2 separate regions of the Pan troglodytes genome follow, and region 1 is linked to region 2. A link is a contact called in public HiChIP or PLAC-seq data. All regions are on one chromosome and are shown on one strand. The core of a region is the stretch at or near the end of the contact, and the rest is flanking DNA. Distances in the headings are between cores, read along the strand shown.

What was found. HiChIP or PLAC-seq counts read pairs in DNA pulled down with a chosen protein or histone mark.
Region 1: an H3K4me3 HiChIP or PLAC-seq map of stem cell-derived excitatory neurons shows a contact between it and region 2, with 3 times the contacts expected there. The contact joins the promoter of ZC2HC1A here to the promoter of PKIA in region 2. A contact is called at or near these places in 1 of 7 Hi-C or Micro-C datasets (stem cell-derived neural progenitor cells) and 1 of 1 datasets of contacts at active chromatin or transcription factors (stem cell-derived excitatory neurons).

What each region holds. Positions count from the first base shown.
Region 1 is chr7:87,300,426-87,307,148 of NHGRI_mPanTro3-v2.0_pri, reverse strand. ZC2HC1A (zinc finger C2HC-type containing 1A) reads right to left here and starts at 1,911. Exons shown (of 9, transcript XM_024345194.3): 1 at 1,794-1,911. The coding sequence starts at 1,809. LOC107976352 (a long non-coding RNA gene) reads left to right here and starts at 1,943. Exons shown (of 6, transcript XR_008536779.2): 1 at 1,943-2,953.
Region 2 is chr7:87,152,340-87,159,125 of NHGRI_mPanTro3-v2.0_pri, reverse strand. It overlaps PKIA (cAMP-dependent protein kinase inhibitor alpha), which reads right to left and starts at 4,435. Exons shown (of 6, transcript XM_063817203.1): 1 at 4,256-4,435. All of the region lies in intron 2 of LOC107976352 (a long non-coding RNA gene), which reads left to right.

The DNA of each region.
Region 1 (6,723 bases), core at 662-3,161, 150 kb before region 2:
TTGTAAAAAAAAAAAAAATCTAAAAGTAAAGGGCAAGCACTATTAACATCATAAGCTGGACCCATAAAATATGCCTATAAATACAGAATCCTACCTTTGTCCACCTATGCAACTGAGTGTCATAATAGGTTTCCATTATATTTTAAAAACATTCGTAGTAAGGTTTCAATAGTAATATCTTAGCACTGTTAAAATGTAAGGTCCACTAAAATGTAGGTTCGATGAGAGTAAAGCTTTATCATTTTTATTCTTTGCTGCAACCTAGAACCTAAAAAGATGCCCATAATAGACATTTATTTAACAACAAATATTTATTGAGTACCTACTTTGTGTCAGACATCGTTTTAAGTGCCTAGGATACATAAGTGAAAAATCAGATGATGATCTTTGTCTTAATAACAAATGTTGAATAAAATAATAAAAATCTGCAAACTGTTCAAAACACTTTATAGATAATATGTAATAAAACCTTATCATATTATATATGATAATCTCATGAGAATTCCATAACCCATGCTTTAATCCCACCAAGATACAAAAGTATCTTGAAAGTAAAATATACTGTACTATCATTACAATTCCTTATTTCATGGAAACTTGAATTATCTTCCAAAAACACATAAGCAAAAAACAAGACCTTCATTAGGCCATAGCATACTGCAGCTGTCCACAAACGGAAAATTATCAGAATCATTTATCAGAGCAAAAGCACGAAATAAACTCCTACTCATGTTATTATATCTGCTTTTTGGTGAACTTAGGTGACTGAAAAAGTTACCGGCTACCACTTTGCACTTCATCACACAATGTAGAATATTTTACTCCCTGGCATGCAACAATACACAAGACTCAAAAGCTTCTGCTCATTCTTAATTCCAACTGAATCCGTGTAAACTAGGAGACGGGAGAAAGGAGCTAAATCAAGACAAGAGGATCTTTCAATTCTGAAGGTTTGTTCTTCATCATAACAAATTAAAAAATCTTGAAACTGTTGTTGCCAATGCTAGTTATTGTGGTTTTTGTCCTTCCTTTGTTTTTAGGTGAATGCTTTCATTACACAGGATAAAATGGGTAAACAGAATAGAGAAAAAGTGAAAGAACTGGGAACAAAGCAAAATCTGGAGTCATGGTTACAGTACAAAGATAAACCCAAAGATAAGGAACCAATACAGGCTCTTCCTCACACAGCGGCCGTGAATAAGTCATCAAATCCTCCGGGTAATCTATTGTACCGGCTCTAAAGCTGGCCAGTGACACTTCCTTAGGAGATGCTCTGACATCCCTCCGACAGAAGATGCTGTCGAAATGTAAAAAGCCGGTTACCTAGGGAAATCGGCCAAGGAATGTCAGGAGCTCGAGGCTGGAGACACACCCCGGGGCTGCGGCACAAAGTGGCCTGGTGGTGTTAAGGCCGTGGACAATAATGGAGAGAGTCCAGTACAAGGAAAACAAAATCTGGCCAGAGACTGGGATCACTAAAAGGGCACTCAGGAGTCAAGCAAGATCAGAAAATGGTAGGAAGAGACGTGCAGGCGTCTTGCCAGGGGCAGGATCTGGCTCTGGGCGGGCAAGCCCAGGTGAAGACCGTCTGAGGCGGGGCAGCCTGGTAGCGTTAGCTCCACCGCATCGGGGACTGTCCGGTTCCCTTCGGCCCCAGCCTCCGGAGGCGCGGCGGGACGCGGCGAGGTCCGCCGCACCGAACCAGCCCTCGCCTTCCTGCTACTGGTGTCCAGGGTCCCCAGCTGTTTCGGGCCCGCTCTAGCCGTCCTGCCCGCATCCCTTCATCGCCTCACCTTCCAGTCCCTCCATCGCGCCACCTCCTCGAGCTCAGCGAGACTCCTTCAGCAGCGCCCGCCACCGCCCAGCTCTGGCTGTAGCAACCCAGCCGCACCTCCCACCCGCTAACATTCCGAGCTCCCATTGGTTCCGCAACTGCGGGGGCGGGGATCCGTGGGGGCGGGGCCGCGGCGGAGGCGAGGTTCCTGCGGTCTCCTCCTGGCTGCCACCCCTCTCCGTCTCTCCGGGTTACTCTCCAGGGAGCCGGGAGCCGCTTCAGGTTGCAATCTGCGACGCAACGGCGCCTTTGTTTGACTCCAGCCTTGTTTTGCCTCATACCTTATCCTCCTATTTAGAGTACCTCAGCACCTCATGGGCTCCGCTTCGCCAGTTCCTCAATCAGTCAATGCCTCTGACTTCTAGCCGCCATCCCTCCCAGTGGATACTTCAAGCAGGCAAGCAAACCAAACAAACGCCCAGCACGCTTGCATGCAGCAATCTCCGTTTTCCGGTCTTTGGTCGCATGACTTGACCTCAGCGTATCCCCTACACTTGGTCTTCACACACAGCTTCATAGGTTAAGACACTTTTTTTCCAGAGAAATCATACTTTCTATCTGCGATTGTGGAACTGCGATTGCTCTAAGCCCTTGAAAACAGTTTCCTCACCATGAAAGCTTGGGCCAAAAATTAGAAGTGAAACCCAGCCCTCCCTCTGTCTTCTACTCTTGGCCTACCCTGGCCCTATACTTTATCATCCATAAACCAAAACAGTCGCCTGGCCTGACAATGTTTGATCGGGGAAGTTTGAGTTGGGGAATTAACCTACAACCTGACAGAATGAGGCCCGCCCGTCTCTAACAGAGTTCAAAACCTCCTGAAGATGAAAGTAACTTCAAAACTAACTCAGACCATTTTAATGGTTTTGCTTACAATTACCAGAACTACATTTCTTTGAAAATTTGATTTAGCAATCGTAAACAAGCTGTACTGTTTGCTGACTATAGCGTATCTACTGGCAAGTTACCAGTATTAATGTGTTGTCCATAACAAACCTCGGATTAATGTTATTGTTAATCTGTTTAATTGAAGAGTTTAACTTCATATCTAACTTCATCTACTATGAAATCAGTTACCTTCAGGAAGCAGGATTCCTCCTACTCTCCACTCACATGAAGGTATGTTTAAACAAGCAAACACTTGAGGGGGCATCATCTCTTACTGAGAAGGTGCTCCAAGTGCATTTGAATGTGGTAGAGTCCATCTGTTGTGTACAGCCATGTAAAGACCACTTCAACCATGCCTCAATGACTCCGTCCGCCCTTCCCTGGTTCCCCTGGCTCTTCTGCTCCTCTGAGATCCTGGGCCTCCTTGGCCAACCCATAGCCTTGCAGGCAATAAGCTACTCTAGACTGGGTGCTGCGGAAAGGTCCTTTTTCTTCCTTAGTGCTACTAAGGCAAAGGTAGAATTTTTGGTTGGGAGGGAAGGCCTTTTAAAAGAGCATTAAGGAGAAAAAAAAGCACACAGAAGAAAATACAAAAATAGGGAAGCCATTATTTTACAAATTACAAGTTCTTTCACTGAAGGCAAGACGAATATTGAGTTGGCTGATACCTTATTCGGCATAAAATCTGCAGTAACATTAAAAATAATAAAAATAGCATTAAAGAATAAATCATGTGAGGCATGTTTTAGGCCATTTTCATATATTCACAAATCTTCAAAAGAAATCTACAAAGTAGATACTACAATCTTCATTTATCAGAATTAAAATGCTCATTTTCTAGATGTCTCAGAGCAATTAATATTTTGTCAATATTTGTATTATTAGTGGATGGTAGAACTTGGCTACACTCTTGTCTGTTAAATTCTAAAGCCTATGGTGATTTGATTGGGCTCCTCACTCCCTTTCCTTGCCTTGCCTTTTATTATAGCTGCCTCAAGTGTAAACCCAAGCGTTCAGACATGTTGTTTAACATATATTTGAGTAGGCATTTCTATTGTGAATCTTAATTCTCTAAAACATGATTGCTAGTCTTCCCTACAGGTATCTCCATAACTTTTATGCTTTTGGTCTCTTCCTAACTTTTATGCTACAGCTACCCTGGGTCCTGCAGCTTTTCCCTGATTCTGACCCCTGAGTAAAGAGGACTTCTTCCTATCTGCCTTCAATAAGTTCTTTCCTCTGCCACCTACATACCTAGCCTGAGAGTCTTGTCTTGGCACTGTATCATGACATTACTTCCTCTCCAGTCTAGTCCATTTTTCGGCATGCATTCATTCAACAAATGTTTGTTGAGTACCTTCTATGCTTCAAGTCCATTTTATCACTAGCCAGTTACTCAGATGAATGAAACTCAGCTTCTTCTCATGTTTTTAAGCACTTACCTGTACATAATTTTTTTACCTGCCATGTGATCTTGTTAACTGAAAATAACATTTATAGATCAATAAGAATTCGAGATCTTCTGACCTCCTTATTATACAAAAAGGAAAACAAACTTTCAGAGATGTTTCTGACTTGGTCAAGATCACAAAACTTGTACTTAATTGAAATAGATATTGTATCTGTGTTTTGTTACATCATACCTTGCTTCTTTCCATTTTGCATTATATTGCTTTCAACCACCATTCCCTTAAGCAGATCCACATCTATTCTGCACATCCCAAAAAGCTGAGCAAGCTGCATATAGCTTCTTGTTTCAAAGCTCCAGTCTCTTAAATCCCACACGAAGTTCAAGTCCCCTTTTAGAGAAAGCCATTGGTTCTCATTCAGATCATTTGCAGAGCACAACTAAATGAGATTCTGAGTCTCGGTGAGAACTCAGTTTATCACCTCCACTATGTAGGACATTTCTTCCTTCCGTGACCAGAAGAGGAATAACCTACCACAATTTAGCATATAAAAATAATTCATACATTTGGTAATCATAAGAAAATGATAATTTTCATCAAAAACATAAGAAAATATTTCCCTTAAAACAGTTCTAGAGGAAGGAAGCATATTCTGAGTTGGCTCTTGCTAGTTTTATTTGAAGTAAAAATAAAATTTTCTAAGTATTCAGGGGGAAAATAGTGATAGTTTCTCATGGCCTGGAATAATCAGAAAGCATATAGGTAGGCTGTCACGGGTGAAGATTTATTGAAGGAAAAATGTCCTAGACAAGAAACATCAAGAAAAGAAAGAGGGGCTTTAAAAAAGTGAGGAACTTAAAGCAAACTTTACCTACTACATTGATTGAAGGGCTATTCCATTCATAGTGTGATAGCAATTATTCTAGCTCTATGCTTCCCTACTTTCAAACTAATTTTCAGCTGCAAAAAGATCGTTTTTTTTTTCAAGTTTCGGCTATGATCTTGCCTATCCATCCCTTTGCATCACAATTTCAAATCTTAACTAAAAATCTATTAACCAAAATGTTTTTTGAGGTCCTCTCTAGACTAGTCCATTTTTCTGATGCATTCTTTCAACAAATATTTGTTGAGTACCTTCTGTGCTTCAAGTCTATTATATCACTAGCCAGTTACTAAAATGAATGAAGCTCAGCTTCTTTTCTTATGTTTTTAAGTATTTGTCTGTGCATATTTTTTTTTACCTGCCATGTGATCTTTTTAACTGAAAATAACATTCATAGACCAATAAGAAATTGAGATCTTTCAACCTTGAGTACAACACTGCTCTAGGCACAACAGAAAGCTTCAAAGAAATCTCTCTGATCTCTAGAAAGTTAACATCTAGTAAAGGAAACTGTGAGCAAGACATAATACAGGGCAAAAGAGTTGTTAATAGTATTAAGTTTTAGATGTTGTGGTACAGCTTATAAAAGCAATTGGTTACAGGAAGTCATTTACATGAATGGAGCAATTTTAAAGGTTTTTTAGAAGTAGAACTTAAATTGTGTCTTGAAGAGTGCCATAGGATAGGTAGAGATCACTGAGGATGAGGGAAACATGGCATAATCCTCCTTAAGAAAATGATGCAAGCCTGGCATGTTTTGGGACAATCTAAAGAAGCAAGGAGAATATTTGTATCTATTTTGGTTCATGTGTAACATTTGTTTCTCTTTACATTATACAGCACAAGCATTATGGCTATATAATTTATATCTTTTTAATCTTAGGGGCAAAGTGTTGAGTTAATGATACTCACTAACACACAGTACATACTTCAACTATCCATGCCAAGGTATCTCTTTTATTTTCTTTTTATTTGTCATTCATCCCCTATTTTAACACAATTTACCAGCCTCCTCACTATAGGCACAATTCTATTACATATAGATGTCTTTGGATAGGTGTGATTCTTTGAAACCCATATGGTGCTGTTTTATATATGCATCTGTTTTTAATTTACATAAATGGCATTATTCTATGACTTTCATTCTGTTTGTAATTTTAATTTTTAATTTCATTATTTAATTTTTAAATTTAATGTTTTTTGTCATTCATTCAGAGATTCATCCATGCCACTGTATGAAATACAAGTTTATTGCTTCTGATGTTGGATAATAGCATTTTACCGTATGCATACACCACCACATCTTACTTACTCATTTCTGTAGTGATGGGCACTGAGTTGGTTCTAACTGCTGCTACAATGAACATCTTTGTGCTTGTCCCCTTATGAACCTGGGCTCAAGTTTCTCTGGGATGCATCCTTGGAATAGTTTACTGGATCATATTCACTTCCACTAAGTACACCTAGATTTCTCTCTACAATAGCTATACCAGTGTACATTCCCATCAGCAGTGCAGAGCACTCATCTTTCTATGGCTCAGTAATAGCTGACTTAGCTCTAATTTTTGAATCAAGAGTTGGTCTTTTCTTCATATACTCGCTAATTCAGATTTGACTTTCAATGAATTGCCTGGTTTTGTATATTGAAATTCTCATCTTTTTCTTATGGATATGTAAATTCCTTGTGTATTCTAGATGTTGACCCCTGC
Region 2 (6,786 bases), core at 3,186-5,685:
TGAGTTATCAGAAGTTTGAGATGTTAACCTAAAAGTTTAAAAAGCACTGGAAAGATTAATCACAAAACAACTTGAAACTATTCTGATGGCTCTGACTTTATGTTTTTACAATGTTTTCCCTCACTCTGTTACACTTCAAAGAGCGGGTGGTAATATGGAAAAAATCTCTGCCATTCAGGTGACATCTCTGAGCCTCAGTTTTCTTAGTGTAAAATTCACATATAGTATAAACATCAAATGAGATACCAAAGATGAAAGTCCCTAGAAGAGTGGCTTGAAACAAGATAAATGCTCATATGCATAAGGTGCCTTCAATGCAATAATACTGAAAGCAGGTACAATGTCTTCATTAAAGATTGGTTTTGCTATGCTCACCATGCTTTTAGTATACATTTAACAACATTTAAGCTCACAATACCTTTTGTAGATTATAATGATTTGAATGTACTCTCAGTATATTTATTACTATAATGATTTTTAAAAAACCAAATTAGCATTTGCACATATATTGAGAACTTAACTTGGCTGGTAGAGGAGTGTAGGTAGATAGATTTATAACTCTGGAAAATAACTTATTTCTTCACTAAAATCAAATTGCTGAACACCTATAATACATATATGTAGCTAGACACCATAGAGTTGCAGGTAATAAAAACTTATTCCCATACCCTGCTTTCAAGAGTTTTTTTAGAAGAGCAGACAAAGCATGTTCACATGAAAGGATAACCCAAAATAGAATGTGCTATGGGAATTTAAACAAGAGAGGGGCACATCTGGTTGGGGAAGGAAGATGGGTATGGGGAAGGCTTCATAAGTGAGTCAGTATCTGAGGTGAACAAGGTTTTGACATGTAAGAGGATGGGCTAAGAGAATAAATGAAAACACATAGGCATGCCACCATGGGGTACAAATTGGAAAGAAGATCCACTTGGTTTAGGTTGGGCATGGGGTACTTTAAGGGAATTAGTGACAAATTAGATTAAGAGATATCACAGTGCCTGATACATAGTACTTAATATTACCTTTTAAACACAAATATTTAATCCAAGAATAACATAGAAGAGGACTTATAAAATGAACAGGGTGAAATATTATAGAAATCTGGCAATTAAGAGGTCATTGGCAACTTTCAAAATAGCACTTTTTTCTACCCATTCTCAGTGGAGTCACTGGTTGAATAGAAATGACATTTCTATTTGAGCCTTATTATTGCTATTCTTTTTCCTTTTCCATTTCAACATTTCTGAACTTTTAAAAAAGTTTTTATTTTTTAATTTGAGACAGGGTTTCATTCTGTTGCCCTGGTTGAAGTACAGTGGTGCCATCATGGCTCACTGCAGCCTCAAACTCCTGGGCTCAAGCAATCCTCCTGCCTCAGCCTCAAATCTTAAGGCTATTTCAATTGTAGTTAATGGCAGTAATGCAGCACCAGAAAAAGATATTTTGTTAGAAGAGGGCAACTTTAACTCCTAAATTTTTACTCTCTAAATATCTGGTAACACTGTCTAGCAGACTAAACTTTTTTTTTTTTTTTTTTTACACAATTGGAGAGCAGTAGATTGACTTCAGTTCTATCTTGTCAAACACAAAAGTGCCTGCAGTTCATTTAGTATCTAATCATTTAGCATCTAATCATGCACGTCCTTCCATTTTTCATTCCTCTTTCAATTCTGAACACCAGCCAATTAGTTTTTCCTCTCCCTAGGAAACATTTTAAGGAAAGGATATAAAGTCATAAATCAGTTTCAGACATAAAATCATACATATATTTCTGCTTAGCCTTCTAAATTTAGAAACTTTCCTCAAACTTGTTTAAACACAACAAAGTCCAAATTCAGGAATCCCTTCAGTTTGATTATCTTCCTCAGTTGTACTAAAATGAAAATTAAATTTTCTAACTTGTTTTCTTTCTTCTCAACAAGATTTCTCCAACTCCAGTCCATAACTTAGTGGGTTCAACTCACCTGCAAAATCACTAGCAAGTATTATTCCACCTTAGGCAGCACCAGTCTCCTAATCCTGAACCTATTTCTTGCCAAAGAGTTTAGTTTCTTCAGAAACTAAATGATAGACACTTCGAATTTCTAACCATCATTAGGATACTCTCATGCACTTGCTCTTCAACAGAAAGGTGACTGTCAACATTACAGAAACTGCATTGTATTTCTAAGATCAATTGTACTAATCTGTATTTCATATACCTTAGGTTATTTAGAATAACTATATTAAAATTCATTATTATTCTATATTAGTATTATTACTTCTTCAGAATAATGATGTATATGGTTAAGTATTTTAATAGTAGAAAAAAGGTGGTAGAATAGAGGGTTTGTTGTTGATCTTGTTCTTTGTTACCTCATAGTTAATGTGACTGAGTAAAAATTCTAGAATCTCAAGAAGTTAATATTTCAAACCAAAACCCTGTTTGACACATAATAACAACAACAAAACGGGACATAAAGTTATTAAGACCCCAAGGGGCAGTTCCTGGAGTGGATCACTCAGTAGTGGGCTTTGCCCACCCCCTACGCCCTCACCCTATGCCTCATATACTGAAGATGGAGACAAAGAAACAAATTCAAATCTTTCTAAAGTGCATTTTGTAAAAACGAAATTTGTAATAGAAAGGCAATAATGATATATAATATGATTAACATGATTTTCCATACTAGTGTCTTTGCTTAAAAATAATATTTGAAGAGGAAAGAAAGAGGTAAAATTTTAAGCTACCAACTCTGCCCCTCTTTTTCATTGATCTTCTAATTTAATTTACTAAAATAAAATTGCATGGCTGTTGAGTCAGACAGTCTCTGTAATTTCAAGTTTAAAGATAACAGATCTTCCTTTAAATAGAACATTGGCACACAGATACCCCACAATCTGGCTTATTGCAACTGTTCTCTGTTGGTGAAGTGGCACGTTTGCAATCCCCATAACAGCCATCTTAACCATTTCACAGCATATTATTCAAATGTACATCTCTAGGTGGCAACAAGGATAGGCACTTGGGCTCAGTAGCAAGGGGTCTGTGGGGAAAATCCTAGGACGAGGGATAGGAACCTGCAAATGGCAAGACAAACTGGAGGATACTCAACCAGAGGCTTAGATTGGGCAGCTCCATTGGCTTTCTGACTGCCTACGAGGAAAACCTCACTGGAAACTCTTTTGAGGTTCTTGAGGAATCCTAGAGGCAAACGGACTCCTCTGCCTTTTGGAAAGGATTTGTCCCAAATCTTAACAGCTAGCTGTCTCAAAATCCAGCTGGACTAAAATTGCTTCAAGAAAAACTGGATGGACTGGCATTCACATTTTTACTTCTACCTATGCCTATGCATAGGGAACATCCCTCACACTCCAGTAGATTCTATCTGTCCTCTCTAGCTTTCAAGTAGCCACAGTGACTACAGCGAAGGGAGTTAATGGGATAACATGTTGGTACAGGGCCACAAGCAGGATATTTCATTCCATGCATTTGGGGGAAGGACACAGGTAACAGTATACAGGGAGAATACCGAATAAGAAATCTGTGTGAGGCAATGCCCTTTTTGGGACCTTGACAAAATCAGTCATGGAACCCAGGTGGTGGATAAGAGCTGACGAGAGTTGGTCTGTGAATGGGCACAGCATCTCCGAAAAAGATCAATGAAATGATTGACAGAGAAAATGGCAATTGAAGGAAGAAGCGATGTCAAGTGCTGCTCAACCCAAGCTGAACTCCAGGAGATAAGAGAAGTTTCCCCTCCAGATAGAGGCTCTTTCTAAAGGTTCAGTCTTGAAGCAGGTGTTTTGACATTGAGAGGGGCACAGACCCATTCTGATAACTGGAAAGGGAGAGGACCAAGGACTACAGGAAGAGGGACGATTTCTGATTACCTCAGGCTGCTGCCAGGGACCTACTGCTCCAAATCCTCAAAATACTGAAGCGAAGGTAAAAGGCACAGAAAGCAAAATAGTAACTCAAATTATTTTACATTTTGAGTCCTCTTCACTGTCTACGCGAATCTGGCACTGAAATGGTAGATCACGTTCGAAAGAGTATAGAGGCAAGAACGCCTTCTTTGTTTGCCCAGTAACACTGCTCCTCCAGCCTCTGCACTTGGCCGCCCAACATTTCCATCCTAGTTGTTGCTCCTTTTCTCATTGCAGAATGCAGCGGGGTTCTCCCCTTCTTCCCTCCGTGCTGCAAACCCCATTATTAACCAAGCGGAAAGCTCCACGCAGTGCGGCCAGGGCGCACCGGTGCCGGGCTGCTTACCTTCCCCGGACCTAGTCAGCGCAGGTCCCCGCGCACGCCGCCACGGGCCGCAGTCCCGCCGCGCCCGCCGAGTGCTCGGTCAGCTCGCGCCAGCCCGCGCCCCACCTGCCAGCAGCAGCCTCCGCTCCCGCCGCCGAGCTCCGGCTGCATGAAGTCATCCCCGCCCCGGGACGGATCACCACATTCCGCGCCAGCCACGGGGGGAGCGGGGCCGCTCCCGACCCCAGGGAAGGCAACCTGGAAACGGCGCTCAACGATCGCTGCCCCGCGAGGTTGTGGATTGATTTTCTATTAATGCTTTTACAGCTGCAGCATCGCTGGATTATGGATTGAGAGAGAAGAGCCAGGGGGGCTTTCTCTGCATAGCGTCCTTCCTCCGAGCGCTCCCCCGTCACCCCGGCTGCATGGACTGTTCCATTCGCCCCTGTGGGTTTCCCACCCTCTTCATCTTCCTTATCAGCATTGTTCATTTGGCTGAATTTGAGAGCAGGAATTGTCTTTTAAGATAAACATTCAAGCACTACAAAAACATTTTAAATTGGTAATGAAGCTTTCTAAGCCCTTCATAGCTCTCTCCATCACCCCCGCCCCCGCCAACAGACGCACACGCATACACACACACACACGCACACACACGCGCGCACACACACGTATGCACACAGCCAAACCACTCACAATTTTGAAAGCTAGAACCTTTCGCCCTCTCGCCTACGTAATAGAACAGGAATCTCCTAAAAGACTGGAGAAGTGGGGCCAACCAGAGAAAGCGCTGAAAGAAACAGTGGGGTGGCCCCATGATTTTGTTGTGTTTATGGTGCACTTGTGCACAGATGTTCCCTCTAACATCTCTTCCTCCTACTTCCTTTGCTGGGGACCCCCTCCCCTCCCTGCCACATAATTGGGCAAACTGTTGTGGTGACAGCTGTAACATTTGGGAATCAAAAAGCAGAGTCTACATTAGCAAATGACTATCTCTCTTTCCCTAAGGATTTATGAAAATTTGCCTTGGGAATGCAATAAGCATGTATTCATATAAGCCCTTTCCTTCTCTTTTTAAATTAACACTAGCTGTTAACAAGACTGTTCTCTCTCCCCCACCCTCCCGTTTTGCTTCTTTCCCAAATCTCTTCAGGTTTGAGGGTTGAATGTTTAAGGAAAAATGGGACTAAATTTGCTCTCTTTGTAGCTGAGCTAGGGTTTCCGCCTAGCTGTTGAGTCATTTTCCAGTCGGGAGGTTCCTTGACACTAGGGTTCTGTGGAATGGAGTTCCCTCTTTTAACTTGCCTTGCTGTTTGAATTGACCGTCACTTGATACAGGCCAGCTTTACACTATGGATTTGTCCAGCAACCTAAACAGTGCAATTGCACAAGGCCAGGGAAGCACCTTTGCTAAATGAGATGTTTCCATCCATCTATCAGTCCCAAAGTTAGGTGATAATGTAGCCAACAGCTTTCCAACAAAACTTAGTTAGAATTCTTGGTCATAGAATATATGCTCTTTGAAAGCTAGAAGAGCTTAATTCATCGCTCTGAGACTCACTTTCATAACATTAGCCCGTTAATATTACCATAGAGCAGGAGATTCTTAATCTGTATAAATGGAATTCTATTCATATACTCCTTTTATACAGATTAAGTATAATGGGAAAAATCTCATTTTTAGTTTCACTAACTTCTAACTGAAATTTAGCATTTAGCATGTCCTTTAAACATAATGTAGGCAACAAACCACAAGAATGTTAGGAGTACCTGGGACTTTGTTTCCAATAGAAACAACAGCTAATTCCTTATTGCTGTTTTTATAGATATCTCTATCACTACACTGATGTTATAATCAAATCATCACTACTTTTTTTATTTAATAGACTATATTTTTCAGCTTTGGTGTCCAGAAAAATTGAAGAAATAATACAGGGAGTTCCCATATATCCCATTCCCAGTGTCTCCTATTGACATCATACAATAGTAAGGTACCTTGGTGTAATTCTGGCATTGCTATAAAGAACTACCTGAGATTGGGTAATTTATAAAGAAGGGCTGGTGGTTCTGTAGGCTGTACAGGAAGCATGATTGGGGAGGTCTCAGGAAACCTATAATCATGGTGGAAGGCAAAGGGGAAGCAGGCAGGGCCTACATGGCTGGAGCAGGAGAAAGAGAAGGGGGAGGTGCTACACACTTTTAAACAACCAGATGTCATGAGAACTCACTACCACCAGAAAGCCAAGGGGGAAGTCCTCCCCCATGATCAAGTCACCTCCCACTAGGCCCCTCCTCCAAAATTGGGGATTACAATTTGACATGAGATTTGGGTAGGGACACAAATCTGAACCATATCATTGGGTTACAATCAATGAATGTATACTGATACATTATTACTAACTATAAATAAAGTCTAACTACATTTAAGTTTCCCTGGTTTTTACCTAATATCCTTAAATCTGTTCCAGGCGTCCATCCAGGATACCACACTAAATTTAGTTGTCATGTCCCCTTAAGCTCCTCTTAGCTGTGATAGTTTTTCTTGTTTTTGA